Linked DNA regions of Hordeum vulgare: region 2 is linked to region 1. Evidence: chromatin contacts called from public Hi-C data. All regions are on one chromosome and are shown on one strand. Each heading gives the region's core, a stretch centred on a gene start, on an enhancer-like site or on the middle of the called end of the contact. The rest is flanking DNA. Distances are from core to core; before and after follow the strand shown.

Region 1 (3,899 bases), core at 708-3,207:
GCGGTGCTGCGCGGGGCGCGGCGGCACTGGAGGCCGTGGCGGTGGCGTGGAGGGCTGCGTGCGGGTGAGCGCACGGGGCTTCGTGCGGCGGTGCTTGGCGCCGGGTGGATGCGGGTCGGCCGGATCTGTCCTGGGTTTTCGACCAGCGGCGCGGGGTGGCAGGTGCGGTAGGGTGCAGGGAGCGGAAGGCACGGGCGGCGGTGTCCTGTGCTCGGCCGTTGGCGCGGTGGCCCGTGCTGGCGGGGAGTTCGGCCCTCCCCGTCCCTGATCTGGATCGGCCAAGTGTGGGGGCGTCGTCTGCGTTCCTCCCCTCCGGTTGCTCGTTACGCGGGTGCGTGCCCAGCGGCTCCGACGCTTGGAGCTTGCCGGACGGTGCAGGTTGGGTAGTGGCCCGGTGTGGCTGCTGCTCCGGTCATGGATGGCTCCACGGCAGCTTGGCAGGTCGACTGCGGCGGCGGCTGACGTGTTCCGACGTCGGCTTGTCCGTAGGCGGCCTGGGACAGCCTTCGACACCTCTCCTCGTCATCCGGGCACTACCCTCATTGAAGGGTTGGACCTTTCCCAGTTGCAGTTCATCGCTCGTCTCGCGTCCGGTATAACAGGACTGAGCTCGTCTCGCGCCTGGCTGCAGGATCGAGCTTGTCTCGCGTCCGGCTGTAGGACCGAGCTCGTCTCGCGCCAGGGGCTACAGGACGGGTCGCCAGTTGGGTCTCGGTGCTGGGTGCCGCCCAGGGGTGCGAAAGGCGCGGCCTTTCCGCTCGTCTCTTTGATTGGGGCAGCGGCAGGTCTCAAGTGAGGTGGTGTCAAGGTATTGGATGTCGGGGTGGTGGTAGCGCGGTGCTCATGGGCAGAGATTGTGGCTTGGTGCTGCCTGGAGACCATGGTCGTGTGGGCGGCGTGGTAGCCAGGGTGTGGCGTTCGGTGGCGGTGAGTGGTTGTCAGGGTGAAAACTTGTTCTATCTTCGATCGGACCGGTGGCGGCGAAGATCGTTCCCTTCTTAAAGGCGTCGTCGCGGCTCTCATTGCCCTCGTGTTACTACAGGGGAAACTCTGATTCTAGGATCGGGCGGTGGCGGCGTTCCGATGTCGAAACCTTCCTGAAGGCGCAGTCATGGAGCCCATGGTTCGCCGTATGCGGCTTCATCTCTTCACGCTGACGTGTTCACGGTTGAAACCCCCAGTTACTCCCGTAGTGTTAGGGATGGTATTGTTGCGTTCAGCGTCTATGTATCCTGCCTTGGGTGTGTGCGTGTATTGTGATGGCATGCGTTTGTTTCGGGTTGTTGATGGTCATTGCTTTATATATAAAGCGGGACCAAAGCTTTTTTTTTAATTAATTGCTAAGTAATACCAGTCATTAAGTTTTATAAGGAGGTATGGTTTGTTCATCCCGCTTTTACTACTTAAATAGTATGTTGATAGATATGCCTATTCCATGCCTGGTCCGCACTCGCATGATTAGCTTATTACAATATGAGATTAATATTGTTAGCACTGTCTTCATAATTTACTTATGGATTAAATTAATCGGAAAATTGCTAACATATCGGACAAGACCTTTAGTTCACCCGAAACTGCTAGTCAAGCAAGCGCACACGTAACTTACGGATCTGAGGTGATTGGATTCGTGAACACGGCGGAAGAGAAGGGGGCGAGGTGGCTAGGCTAATAACCATACCAGGAAGAGGAGGAAGTGGGCGAGGAAGCGGTCCCCGCCGCCGCTGCCGTTGGAATCGGAGAGGCCACGGGAGCCCATGAGCGAGAGCACCCTCTGCACCTTTTCTAGCTCCAGCAGCGCCTCCATGGCGTGGTGCCGTGCTTCCGCTCGATCTTGGTTTGATTTCAGGTTCGATTTCAGGTTTGTGCGAGTGAATTCACTGGAACAGAAAGGAGGAAAAGATGGAAACGAGAAGGTTGGGCCCTGACTGCAAATAAGCTGGTCCACATGGGCTGCCCCAGTTGTATCCGGCCGCCAGGCTAAAGTTATAGCTTCTTCTCGAAATCATTAATTGAAGACTACTTCTTTATCACTCTCACATCCTCAGGTAACCATAAGCTAGTTTAAATATTTTATTTTTTAAACCGTCTTTTCAAAATGACACATATAATGCGTCATTTTTCACAATCTGAGAAGGTGAAAGAGATCTTTGAAAAAAATACTCTTGAATTAGTGATTTTGAAGATTTAAATGCACGGTTTAAAAAATAAACATTTTAAAAATACAGATCTATAAAAAAATAAAAACTCTTAGGTTACGACAAATGACATACATGCAATACTTCAGCTGTCACAATATAAAATGGTGAAATTGACATTTAAAAAGAGTATTTTTTTAATTCATGATTTTGGTCCTTGTTGGCTAAGCGCCACAAAAGGGAACCGGCGCTTAGGCGCACCCCTTCTAGATCGGCCCATTATGGAGGTTTACGCTCGATGGAGCAGCTCCAATTTTCCCTCGTTCTATGGTCACGGTTGAACACAAAAGGTTCATAAAAGCGAAAATGGTTCATAAATTTTGAAATGTAAGTTCATGAATTTAAAAAATTTCACTCTGATCTAAAAAAACTTCACAAATTTCTAAAAAATTCATGGATTTTAAAAATTAGTTCATGAATTTGAAAAATGTTTTAAAAAAAGTTCGTTGAACTGGAAAAAAAGTTCACAAACCTTAAAAAGTTCATCATTTTTTAGAAAAGTTCATGCGTTTGAAAAAAAAAGTTCATCAAATTTCAAAAAACAAATCATCAAAAATTGAGAAAAGTCACCAATATTCAAAAACGTTCATGAATTTTGAAAACTAAATCATGAATTTGGAAAGAAAACAAGGTTGCTCTTTTTTTTTAAAACAAAAAATATATATAATATAAAATTGAAATGAAAAAAGTAATAAAAAGAGTAAATAAAAGTAACAAGAAAAAAAAAGAAAAATCAAAGAAAAACAAGTCTTAAAAAAACTAAATTCAAAAACCGGGAAACCCGCCCTTCCATTGGGCCGGCCCATGACTGACGCTGCAGGCGCCGGTTAAGATAAATGCACTTTAACCGACGCCTGCAGCGCCAAATAGGATTAGCCCAAAAAAGCTCTCTCCAGTTGCACCCCTTAGATGGCCTGGGCCAGGCTTGAACGCCTTTAGCACCCATTAACAAAATGCATGATATAACTCGTGCAAAAGGCGCCAAATAGAATTGAGGAGTACAATTGCAGCTCAAGCAGAATTTTCTATTTGAGCTTTTGTTGATGCCATGGCTATGTATCGTCAGTAATCGATTCCTAATAAGAATCAGCTACGAACAACAGCATCGTGCCGGCCCATTTTGGCGTGGTTGACCGCTACGCGCCTAGTTAGCTTTGCTTCGTCTCAGCTTGTAGTGGTAGCTCTAGGGTTCGCTTGCTCACTTTTCCTTTGATTCTTTTTTATCTATGAGCTTTTTTTTGGTTTTCTTTGTTTTTGTTACTTTAGTTTCTTTGTTTTCTCGGGGTACAGTTATTGAGCACATGTGACACATTTTTTTATACACGCCGAACATTATTCAAATACGTGATGTACATTTTTTTAAACATGTTTTGAACACTTTTTGATTCATGGTAACGCTTTTCCAAATACAATTTTTACAATAAACTACGTGAACATTTTTACGTTGTACAAACTTTTTAAAAACATTCACAGGCATTTTGGGGAAACACACGATATATATTTTTACATTACATAAAAAATGTTGTTTATGTATTTTATTCAAAAAAGTGCATAGACTTTTTTGAAATATGGGAACATTTGTTCATTCCCACTATTTTTTTTTAAAAACATTTTTTAACCGTGATAGCAAAATTTTACACTATGTTAACATTTTTAAATCTCATGTTTTTAATTTTCCAAAATAAATTTATGTTTTTAAAATAC
Region 2 (3,899 bases), core at 744-3,243, 970 kb before region 1:
ATCTACAGCTCCCTCGTGACGTGCCCCCTCCCCTCTGCTGTGGGATTCTTTGGGTCCTTCTCCTCATCCGGCATAGTCATCGGCAGGTTTCGAGACAAGTTTTTTTCTTTTCTTTTTCGAGACAAGCTATTAGCAGCTCTCACATTTGGGCTGCATGGCCCGATAGGGAAGTGGCCCGGTGGGCGGGCGTGCTGGAAGACCCTGATGGTCATTTGCTGGGAGCCCAAGCCCAAGCACGGCCTGGATGGAAGTGGACTCTGCTTTTCCTTGGCTTCTTTTTATCTGGTCCTCTCGTAAATTCGGCAAAGAACCTCATGCCATGCGATGCCACCATGTAATGTAATGGAGCATATAAATATGTTTACTCAAAAGAAACCCAGGCGAATACCGATTTGAGTTCCGCTGACAACAACGCGCCAACCTTACTCGTACGATGAGTGAGAATCGTACTAGCAATATGCCGGCTTCTTCTCACCTAAAGTACTACTAGAGTACTTCCGTGGATGGAGGGAGCATTCACAGTGCTTTCCTAAACTCTTTTAAACAACACCTAGAGGACTCCCCTTTGAACAAAACTAATTTAGGCATATTTTCTACTTACCGGCAAAGCATCGCGGTTCAGAACCTCTCCTCCTTTATTTTTTTTGCTGGGAGGAGCAAAAGCCGTGCATAAAACCTATGAATTGCGTAAAAGCTCGCCGAGTTCCTTTATTTTAATTTTGAAGAAACGACTAGTTTTTTCCACACACGGTATGGCGTGCAACGACCCTAAAAAAAAAGAAATATAGGGAGCAACGGACTGAAGCGCAAGCAATCAACGGTCCTGTTTGGATACTCTAACCTGGTTAGAGTTAGAGCTCTAAAGGTGTTTGGATGGGAGGGTTAGATGGACAATAAATGCTCTTTTTTAATCATTTGAATACTTTGGACCTCTCTCTTTCCCTGGACCCCACATACTCTAACCCAAAAAAGCACCTCTTGGGTGGGTTAGAGTTTTTGAATGGGTTAGATGCATCTAACCAACTCTAACTCATCTGTTTGGATCTTTGAGGGTTAGGGCATCTTCAATAGTCGTATGATCATTGTTGGTAAAATTGTCACATAGACGATTTTAATGACATGGCACATAATAAAAGAAGAGAGAGAATGAAATCGTATGAACTTGAAGCAACGGTTGAGGCACAAGCTCCGAGGTAAGCATGGTCATTTCTTCAACATTTAGTGGACCCGCTTAGTTATTTTACATACTGTTAACATACACTTCATTGAAGAGCGTGTATGATGTGCTGTTGGTTGCTGACATGGACATTTATACCAACGATTGAACATACAGACTGTTGGAGATACTCTTAAATGGCTTAAATCTAACCCACTCTAACTTTAACCATTCAAACAGGGCCAATTAATTGTCCACCTCATTATTCTCTCGGTCTAACTTCCCAGTCGTCGCCTGCGTCTGCCTGCCGCCGAATTAAATTTCCCGCAGCGCCGAGCAGAACATGGTCCACAGGACCCAAGCCCCAACGCCGCGCACCCGTCCGCCACCGGTCCATAGACCCTGTTCCCTGAGAAACCCAAGCGCTTGTTTTGTCTCGTCTCTGCCCCTGGACAGGCAAGTCAAACCGGCGCGCCCCGCTCCCTCCGCCCAAGTCTTTAATTCCCGCGCCTGTGCCCTACCTCCACGGAACAGCAGCACATGACGAGCAGGCCCCACGCATCCAGGCCCACACGTCGGCGTGTGGAGCTGGATTTTTCTCGCTTGGACCCGTCAATTACGACCGTTTCTGCTCCCCTGTCGTCCCCACGACGCAAGCCCGTTCGCACACACCTGGTCTTCAGATGGAAGCATCCCCACCGTCGATTCAGCTTGCGGAGTGCGGCCACGGGCGGTACGATTGATCTGGTGTATGAACCAGGTCTATGTCAGCGTGGGCCCGCCGTCTGTACCCTGCCGAGTGTTGACCCCCGGAAAGGCATAGACTTCCTCGTCCCCACGCGCAAACCTGACGGAAGAAAAAATACCCAAACCCGGAGCTCCCCCCGACCCTGAGAGAGAGAGAGAGAGAGCGGCTCATCTCAGCTCAGCTCCTTCGCTTCCATCGCTCAAGGCCTCGAGCTCTCCTCCACCTCCGCCCCCTGGGAATCTCCGAGCTCGTCCACCGCTGGATCGATCGGTGAGTCGACCGACCCGCTTCGCCGGAGAAAAAATCATGATTTTCTTTTCTTCTTTTCTGTGGCCCTTGTTTAATTCTGCTTGTGTCCACGCTACCGGATCTGAGGTGATCGAATTCTCTGGCTATCCTTTTTTTTGCTTGCCGTCAGGGTGCAGAGTTCCATGAAAGAGGCGCGGTTTTGGGAGGCCGTTGCAACCGAAGCCGGGCCGCGTGGTGTCCCGAGACGGGTCTCGCTGGCGGCGGGGGCTTCCTATTATTCTTCGCCCTTCGGCTGCTCTATCTTGTTCTAGCTCACGGGTGGGAGCTGGTAGGGAGTTCACGAGAGAATATGGCGAGGTTTTGCTGCTTCGGCGCTGGCTGCTCCGAGGTAAGCTTTGTTTTCCTTGTCCCGGTATTTTCTTTGCTAATTGCATCATTTTTTTCTGTATAGATTTTCTATTTTTACTGTGAGGTTATCTGTACGGAATATCATGTAACAGTTCGGCAAATTAGGTACTCTTAAGAATTACGATGATATTTACAGCACATGGTTCCTAGTGAGCAAAGCTGTACTTTCTTCATGAATTGCACTGCCTTTGATAATGATATGGTACAAATTTCACTGCCGGTGACATATGCTTCGTGGTAATAATGTTTTAATTGACTAAAGTTGACTTACTGGACACAAAAGTACACCAGCCCTCATCCTTTTTGTCTTCTGAAACTAGCCCTCATCTTCTGATGACATGATTTTCGTTAGTTGTTGACTGGACTATACCTGCTCTGTGTTTCCTTTCAAAAAGGAGAAAGAAGAACTACACCTGCTCTAATATACTTTTTATAGTAATCCCAGCCAGAAGTAAATTGGTACATACTCGAGCTTTTTAAACTAAAAATTGTTAGAAGCTCGTCAAATGCATTGGTTAGAAGCTATATTGGTTAATTTATTACTCTTGCTGACTGCTCTGTTTCAATATAGCTGACAGGGCATGCATCGGCCTCCTCTGGTAAAGGGAAAGGCTGTCAGGGCCAAGTCAAGGTTAGCTACGGGTTTAGCCTTGTAAGAGGAAAGACAAACCATCCGATGGAGGATTTTCATGTCGCAGAGCTTGCTGAAGTGAAAGGAAACGAGCTTGGTCTTTTTGCTATTTATGATGGTCATTTAGGTGACACTGTTCCTGCATACCTACAGAAAAATTTGTTTCCTAATATTTTGAACGAGGCAAGTTTTTGGCATTTGTTTCAATACAAAAATGCCACATTCACTAGTATTTTTGGTGATCTTATTTTTATTCTGTCATTTCAGGAAGAGTTTTGGACACATCCAGACAGAGCAATCACAAAGGCTTATGAAAAGACAGACCAGGCTATTCTGTCACATACTCCAGATCTGGGACAAGGTGGCTCCACTGCTGTAACTGCCATCCTTATAAATGGCAGGAAGTTGTGGGTAGCTAATGTTGGGGATTCACGGGCTGTTCTTCTGAAAGGAGGCGAGGCCATACAGATGTCAATTGACCATGATCCAAATGCCGAGCGTGGCGCTATTGAAAACAGGGGTGGTTTTGTTTCAAATATGCCAGGTGAGACACTGATTTCTCTATTTTAACATTATTATTTTTGATTGAAATCATCGTTACAGACTTGCAGCCAGTTGTTCATCTGTTATTTCATTCACCCATCTTGTTCCGGAGTATCAGGATACCACAAACACAGAATATTAGTAAAATATTTGTCCTAGTGAAA

What was found. Hi-C and Micro-C count contacts between places; a contact is called where the count stands out from the background.
Region 2: a contact with region 1 is called in a Hi-C map of seedling, with 8 times the contacts expected there. The contact joins the promoter of LOC123426878 here to the promoter of LOC123426875 in region 1. A contact is called at or near these places in 1 of 6 Hi-C or Micro-C datasets (seedling) and 1 of 1 datasets of contacts at active chromatin or transcription factors (embryo).

Annotation. Positions count from the first base shown.
Region 1 is chr2H:504,835,537-504,839,435 of MorexV3_pseudomolecules_assembly, reverse strand. It overlaps LOC123426875, which reads right to left and starts at 1,957. Exons shown (of 14, transcript XM_045110775.1): 1 at 1,679-1,957. The coding sequence starts at 1,804.
Region 2 is chr2H:505,802,659-505,806,557 of MorexV3_pseudomolecules_assembly, reverse strand. LOC123426878 (probable protein phosphatase 2C 41) reads left to right here and starts at 1,993. Exons shown (of 6, transcript XM_045110780.1): 1 at 1,993-2,174; 2 at 2,323-2,541; 3 at 3,133-3,375; 4 at 3,460-3,736. The coding sequence starts at 2,503.